Regions from separate parts of the Rattus norvegicus genome. Here region 1 is linked to region 2. The links are chromatin contacts, called in public HiChIP or PLAC-seq maps. All regions are on one chromosome and are shown on one strand. Each heading gives the region's core, a stretch centred on a gene start, on an enhancer-like site or on the middle of the called end of the contact. The rest is flanking DNA. Distances are from core to core; before and after follow the strand shown. Region 1 holds the start of Rfc3 (replication factor C subunit 3). Region 2 overlaps LOC102549089 (a long non-coding RNA gene).

Region 1 (3,846 bases), core at 1,058-3,557, 110 kb before region 2:
CACCCCTATAACTGCCCTGCCTCACCATGGGCCTCAAAACACAAATCACCCGACCACAGACTCACAAAATCCTCTGAAAGTAGCGCTAAGCCAGGACTCGAGTTGGGGAACTGCATTTCGCCATGAGAGTTGCTATTTCTATTTCTCAAAATGAATGCATCTCAGTAGTTTTTCTTTCCTGTCATCCCTTCAAAAAAACCTACCTTCACTTAAGCTAGTCTATATTAGACAGTTTATTTTGAGGGAATACACCCACTTCCCTGGCCCTCTTCATAACCATCTCATTTCAGAAACATATTCTCTATACGGAATTAAGGGCCGCATCATACACTTTTTAAACATTAGGACTCCGACCGAAATTCATACGGTGACTTGGGACACTTTCAATATTAAGCCTCCCGTGTGAGAACACACTTTATATTTCTATCTTTTCAGTTCTTTAGTCTTTAGAATATTGTTTCTTCCGAGATGATTCAACGTTACCCTCCTGAAGGCTGTTAACAGCATGGCCATCCACGCTAAGCATTTTTTTTTCCCTTTCTGAATACAAAATACCGTTAAGACACCGTATGCGATACCATGGAGGACTTGACACTAGGCATGACACATCCTCTACATAACTTCAAAACAAATACAGTCTTGCCGAGGTAAAAGATAACCAAGGTAAAAGCATAACCAAGGCACACTAACACACTACCAGGTGTAAGGAGCTGCCAATTCTGCCAGGCTGAGTAGCACTTAAAAGAGAGAAGGGCATGTCAGGGACCGGGGAAATGGCTGAGCGAAATACACGTGTTGTGCGGACACATGCCAACTTGATGGCGCCACCTAAATCTAGCACTAGTACAAATGCAACTGTCTGTGATACCGGGGACCTCACAGAGCGGCGGGAAGCAGAGATGGGAGAATCTCCATAAGCTCCCTCCCAGGTCCGCCAGCTGGACTCGGGGGATAGCAAGGGAACATTTCTCTTAAACAAAATGAGAGAGGACTGGCAGCCGCCAGTTCTACTATGCACCCCGCCTTCACAAACATGAGCACACAGGCACACAACTTCTTAGGTCACACACTAGGGGGTCAGTGGTGGGAGAGGTAGACACATGACCAGGATTGAAAATCCCCACCAGAAACAGCTGCTAAGCCTCAACCGGAGATGCTTACTGTGATAGTCTGATGCTCAATTCTCAGTTTTTCCACCCCAACACCATAAAGTTCACGTAGAATACACATAATTCTTGTCTTTTTTCCAGCACCCGATGGTCCATATACTAAGAGGTGAGGAAAGTCTCCACACTGCACCTAAGGACAAAAGAACAAGACATTCGATCCTACTTAAAGTAGGTGAGCCAAGCTAAACTACTTTTAAAATACCAAGACACTCAGTTTATCATCCAATTCCAAGAAAATATGTACCAAACTCTGGACACTAATTTAATCTAACTTACATGCACAACACAGAACACACAAGGCATGTTAAATGCTTAAAAGTTAGAACTCCCTAAGTAAGCTATCTGAAGGGCCCGTTTGAAAATAAGGGGTGACCAAAGGTGAAATACATCTCTTAACTAAGACATATGCTTGTCTGGCCCGGGTACCCCAAAACTGGTCCTCTTGCTCAGGCGTAGGTGCACTGATTTCCTTGTAAGTTCACTTGGGAGATATAGAAGAACTTCACACTAGAACGGGGTTGATGCGAAGCTATGGAAAAGGCAGCAATAACAGTTCTATCAAACGAAAGAGTACTATTAGCATGGACGGTGTATCTTGCCTTTAGGAAACTGAACATCAACGCTACTGAAGGAAAACAGGTATTTGTATAAACAGAGTATAATGTTCTATTTTAAATTAGTGTATGCATCACAAAACAAAAACAAACCTGTAGCAGAAGCGCCTATCTGGCCCTTGCAGAGACACAGACGCCGGGGCACATCCCCATCCCCGCCCCCTACAGCCGGTCCTTGCTCATTATTCTCCATTACACTGGCCTTCTTCAGGTCCTCACACCAAACTCATGGGAACCCACGCAGCAAAAACACTGCACTTTGAGGAACTCGTCACTCTGATCCCCTCGCTGACACTGGGGCGCCCGTCTCCTCCCTTCCCCGGCTGTGCAGGAAGAGCCGAGCCGGGCAGCCTTCGCCCTCCCGGTCGGCTTACCAGGTTGCGCAGCTGTGCTGCCTGCTCCTTGTGATAGTCCAGCCGTGCAAGGGAGCTCGGCCGGTATTTGTCCACCCAGAGGCTCATGGCTGCTTCACAGCCCCACCGGCGAGCCCGTCACCAAGACAGACGAGTTTTCCCGCGAGCGCGAAAGGCTGCGACGTCATTTCCGGCAGCCAGCGACTTCCGGTTAGGGAGGCTGGGAAATCCAAACGGGGCCTGAAGTGGTCGCTGCAGTTCCCACTGCGCCACTACACCAACAGTCGTTGCGTTTATGGGGTGTGCTGTCGTTGTCCCTTTGTTCTCTCTCTGTGACATTGTAGAAAACATTCGAAGGAGTTAAAGATGTATCTCTGACAGGCAGGATGTCCAATATGAGTGCTGAGCGAAGGAGGTTTCCCCCGTTTCATTCTTTCATTTATTCACCGGTTCACAACTCCATTCTAATTAGTGCTACCTAATTTGCTATCTTTGTAGAACTGTTTTTTCCTTAAAATAAATAAATAAATAAATAAATAAATAAATAAATAAATAAATAAATAAATCAATCCGTCAATGGTCAATGAGTATTTGCCTATGACTCTGTGAACTGTGTGCTCTGAAGTGAGAAAGAAAATGAAATTGGAAGCAAAAGTATTGAAAGGGCCATGTTTGATACACTGGGATAGTGAGCATGGAAAGACTTTCAGAGATGGAGAGTGAGGCAGGTGCTACTGGGATTTGGCAACAGTGCCCAGAAGCATGACAGACAAACTTGCATAAAGACAGATAGTTCGTGGTGGATCCTAGAGTATGTGCTATGTTCTAAAAGATTGAAAGAATATGGAGAGAACATAGCAAAAAAAAAAAAAGAAAGAAAGAAAAGAAAAAAAAACCCACAACAACAACAACAAAACCTCCCCTAGTTTTACTTGTTTTCACAAATACAAAAACACAGATGCCCCCATTCATTTAGATCTCCAATAAAATTTTGGTGTGTGTGCCCCAGGCAATATCGCAGTGAGATTAATTTTTATCTGAAATTGGATTTTAATTGGTTGTCCCGTATTTTTTTTTCTTTTTTTTTTTTTTTTTCCGGAGCTGGGGACCGAACCCAGGGCCTTGCGCTCCCTAGGCAAGGGCTTTACTGCTGAGCTAAATCCCCAAACCCCCCCCCCCCCCGTATTTTTTATCTTACAGCCATGCTCGGATTTCTTCAACTTATGAGACCTGGGGTAGTAGTTGGGAAGGAGGGAGAGAGTCCTCACATCACAGCCAGTGGCCAAGGCCAGCTCTGCCCTGCTGCCTGGAGTAGCTTCAGAAGTTACTTCGGGACACCCGGAAGCTTGTTGCACCGGTCAGTCTTGGTTGTCAGCTTGGTGAGGTTTGGAATCATCATACAAACTACTACATGGGCATGTCCCTGGGTGCAGTAGAGTATTAAAGACCACGTAGTTACAGTCTGTCAATTAAGCTTAAGTTGTTTAACATTCAGAAAGATGTTCTAGGTTTTAAAAGATGCTTTTGGGATGGTAAAACAAGTTAAATCGAAAATGATTTAGGTACAAAAGTGCTTTATCTAAATTGCCAAGTATAAATAGAATGGACATTATAAACGTACATCATGCCTTAGGGTTTTCATAATCGTTATATAATCATATTCGATTTATGTTTGAAGGAAAAAGTGCTTTATATTGAAGTGAAAAGGGG
Region 2 (3,732 bases), core at 323-2,822:
ACAACTTCAGTAAACAACTTAACTTTTTAGTATTAAAAAATTACTTTTAGGAATAACTTTAGCTACGAACACGGCAAGCCTATCTATGAACAGCTGTATTTCTATTGGGTACAAAAGGAAGGGTTACCGAGAGTAAGGCATTTACCGATAGCTTAGGGTCAAATGCCACTGTCAAACTCAGAATACAAAGGCTTCAGGAAGCTTGCTCTTAAAAAACAAAACAAAACAAAAAAAAACCAACCAAACAAACAAAAAAAAACCGAAAGCAGCGTGAAGATTTTAAATTACATAGTAGGGGTAAGGGGCAATGACTCAGTGAAAAGAATGAACTACAAAGAAGTTACAAAAGGAAAGGGATTTTTAAAAGATTATCTTCCAGGAGGTTAAATGTCTGTTGAAGTGATTTTTGTCCTTTTTTGAGTTACCGATTTTCAAGAAACTTTGAAGACAGAAATGGCATCGTAATTAAGAAATTTAGTATACCTGGTGTTACAGCACCCTCTACGACAGAGTCTACTTATATGAACGTGTTTTCCTAATGTGTGACTGTACAAAAGACATGGATTTAGCGCTTCGTTTACTCCCATTGCACTGGCCGGAAAGGCTACTAACCTGTCGGGTTTCAGTGTCAATACTGCAAAACCAGCAAACAGCGCTCTCAACAAAGCAATCTTGAATTCTAAACGATTCCAACTGTGGGCCTTAATCACCCAGCTCTCCTTCCACATCACCTCTCCCAGTCCTAAACTGTAGTGAACCGGACTCTTCAAAGTCTTCTGAATTCAAATGCATGCACAAGTAGGGAAACCAGTGCTGTAGGGGGGGAAAATGCCCAGTGACAAGTGAGCACAAATAAGGGACAATTCACTAACTTACACTGTGCGTCTTGATACACAATAACTGAAACAATACCTAACAGTGCTCCAAGTTTATTATATCTGGACTTTGAAACATGAACCCTTTAACAGTTATGTTCACTTTCTAGCTTTGGTGGAAATTCGTTTCCCCTTATCTAAAGGAAAGAACCACATGCAATCATAGCGAATATTTCATAGTTCTGAGATAAACCTGCTGAGACTGTCTTGGTTTAAAAACCTATTAATTTTCCTAATCCCTAATACTGCTCGTTTTCGCAACACCCGCTTAACGGATGTAATGGAGCAAAATATTTTTCTAACACAAGCTAACGAAAGGCTACAAAGTAAAGCCTTCTCTCTGCAAAACGAGAAATGGAGGACCTCGGTCCACTCCGACCGAAGAACCGAAGCGCAGTGTACAGAGAGCGCGGCCCAGAAATGAGGAAACAAAAAGCAGAACACGAGGAGGCAGGAACTGTGTTACTATGGCTTGAAAAGACGGAAAGAGGCCGGCTTCCTCCCGCTTGAGGTCCGTTCCCCTTCTGGACTCCAACCATTTCCGCTCAGAGTAACCACAAAACCCTTCCCGCGCGGGAACTCGGCAGAGGAGGAGTCTTGGGTCCCGCCCTTCTGGCGGAATGCATAAAGCCTACCAGAGCCGAGGAGTCTCTGGAATGTTCTGAAGGGAGGAAGCACGCCCCTCCGCGGGCTGAGGAACACTCGGCGCCAGATGGCGCTACCGCACCGAGAGCCAGAGCCTGCCCCTCAAGGGAGATGGGACGAGCTGCCACCGGAAGTGAGCGCTCAGCTAGCCTCCCGTCCCGGATATCCAGCCTTCTGGCGTGTTCCCGCGCGAGGGCGGAGCTACAACCGGAACCGGACTGCGAACGCGGGGCCTTGTGGAGGAAGAGCAAGGAGGAGCCTTGGAGGTTCTGACTTCCGATGCGCGCGCCTGGTCTTGGGGTGACCGCGAGGGGCGGGGCCTCCGGGCGCGCTTGCGCATTAGGAGGGCGTTGTTGCTTGAGGACTGCTCATTTCTCCATCTTTGATCGTTCGCAGGGGTCTACAGGCGAAAATGAAAGTGATGTCTTAGCAGGGTTTTGTTTGTTTTGTTGCTTCCCACCCGCAGGAGTTGGTTTCTGGCTGTAAATTCCGTTTCTGGAAATCTCTGGAAAGTTAGCGATGTACAAGGTAGTCTTTCTCGCCATTAATCCCTTTGAGTTCATCTCAGCTAGTGTCTGCGCTGGGCCTGATCTGATCGTCCTTGTCTCTCGTTACCTTCTGGCTCTTCGTGACAGCTAATAGGATCTAAGGATTTGGGGAAGCATATATCATGGGCTTTTAAAGCACTTAATTTGAGTGTTACTCTCTATTTTTTTTGTTAGGATGTTGGCATTCTGCATTCCGTGGTGTGGCTTTGCACCAGTTTGTTGAGAAAGCTGCCCGAGGAAAATCCCGCCCCTTTCCCACGTTGGCTGGCTGATTAAAACACATTTTTAAGTAGATGGACAGTACTTCGCCCTAGTACATGGGCTTTGTTTTGGTTTTAGATGTATCATGAGAAGTATGAACTTACATTGCAGAATGTATAAACAGTATTAGTGTACACACACACACACACACACACACACACACTTTAGACTAAAAGACAGTTTCCCAAAGCTCTCGAGTTTCCCAGAAATGTCCTCAGCTTTTGGTAAATGCTTTTAGGAATTCCAGAGGTCCTTGCCAAAGATTTAAATAAAGTCAAACATAAAAACGTAACAAAACACACACACACACACACACACACACCATTTTGTGTTGATCAATTTTGTTGGCCAATTACTTCTGGGCACGGGCCTTCCCTGAAATGTGGTTGATACTCCATTGGGGAAAATCGATTTTACCGTTCCCAGTATTATCAGTAGTAAATACCTCTTGGTTAGGAATGGAACTTGGTATTTTTTTTTTTAAAGATTTTATTTATTTTATGTATGTGAGTTATACTGTCAATGTTTTCAGACACACCAGAAGAGGGCATCGGATCCCATTACAGATGGTTGTGAGCCACCAGGTGGTTGCTGGAAAATGAACTCAGGACCTCTGGAAGAGCATTTAGTTCTCCTAACTGCTGAGCCATCTGTCCAGCCCGGAACTTTGTATTCTTTAACCCCTAGTTTGTATTGGGATTTTTTTTTCCTGCTTGAACCTATTGTGAACGAAAACTCCTGAATGGGGGTAGGGAGGGCTGTGTGGCAGGGACTAATTAGAATTTTAGTACTGTGGCAAAATTGTAAATGTTACAGGTCCAGAGTTTAATCACGTTGTTTTGGGCTAGTTTTAGTCCCCTACATACCACAACTGCCATTCCTTACTCACCTTTGTGTCAGAGCTAAAATCCCATGAGAGAGTTTTTAAGAAGAAAACTAAAGTCTGTTGGCAGATACTGGCTTCAACCAACCTGAAAGCCAAGAAAGTCGTCGGATGAGACAGGCTGTAGGAAAGCCTGCCCCATCTTGCTGTAATTGCCTCAATGGTATTCCCACCAAATGTATTCTAAATGTCTTGATTCATGATTGTCTTTGTCCTGTAAAACTAAACTAAAACTAACGTGGGAACATGGGATATGGGATGACCTAAGTCTGTGTCCCTGGGCCATGGTCACTCAAAGTGACTCCAAACCAAACTATGTCTCAGTCCCTTTAAGGCGAGTACTGTTTTCTGCTTTGACTCTGGAGGTAATATGTGTGTTGTCACAGCCTCTGTAAGTTTATACACGTGCCAGCCCTGGTGTGTCCCGCATGATGCTTTTGTTTTTTTAATAGCTCTTTAAAGCTGAGCTAATGGAGTAGAAACTTTAAGGTAGAAAATGTCAGGAACGGAGAAAAGTGGA

What was found. HiChIP or PLAC-seq counts read pairs in DNA pulled down with a chosen protein or histone mark.
Region 1: an H3K27ac HiChIP or PLAC-seq map of oligodendrocytes shows a contact between it and region 2, with 6 times the contacts expected there. The contact joins the promoter of Rfc3 here to the enhancer-like site in region 2. A contact is called at or near these places in 11 of 12 Hi-C or Micro-C datasets (the A7r5 cell line, Schwann cells, frontal cortex and 6 more) and 1 of 1 datasets of contacts at active chromatin or transcription factors (oligodendrocytes).

What each region holds. Positions count from the first base shown.
Region 1 is chr12:5,835,029-5,838,874 of GRCr8, reverse strand. It overlaps Rfc3 (replication factor C subunit 3), which reads right to left and starts at 2,307. Exons shown (of 9, transcript NM_001009629.1): 1 at 2,158-2,307; 2 at 1,162-1,299. The coding sequence starts at 2,244.
Region 2 is chr12:5,724,476-5,728,207 of GRCr8, reverse strand. LOC102549089 (a long non-coding RNA gene) reads right to left here. Exons shown (of 4, transcript XR_005491747.2): 3 at 1,511-3,732; 4 at 1-813. It also overlaps a transcript of Stard13 not described here. Among named protein-coding and RNA genes, the nearest start is that of Rfc3, 110 kb to the left of the region's middle. Within about 2 kb of position 1,572, at least 76 of the 93 cell types and tissues checked have an H3K27ac peak or open chromatin away from gene starts, as enhancers often do. A contact at or near this core is called in the A7r5 cell line, Schwann cells and liver, where this site is marked.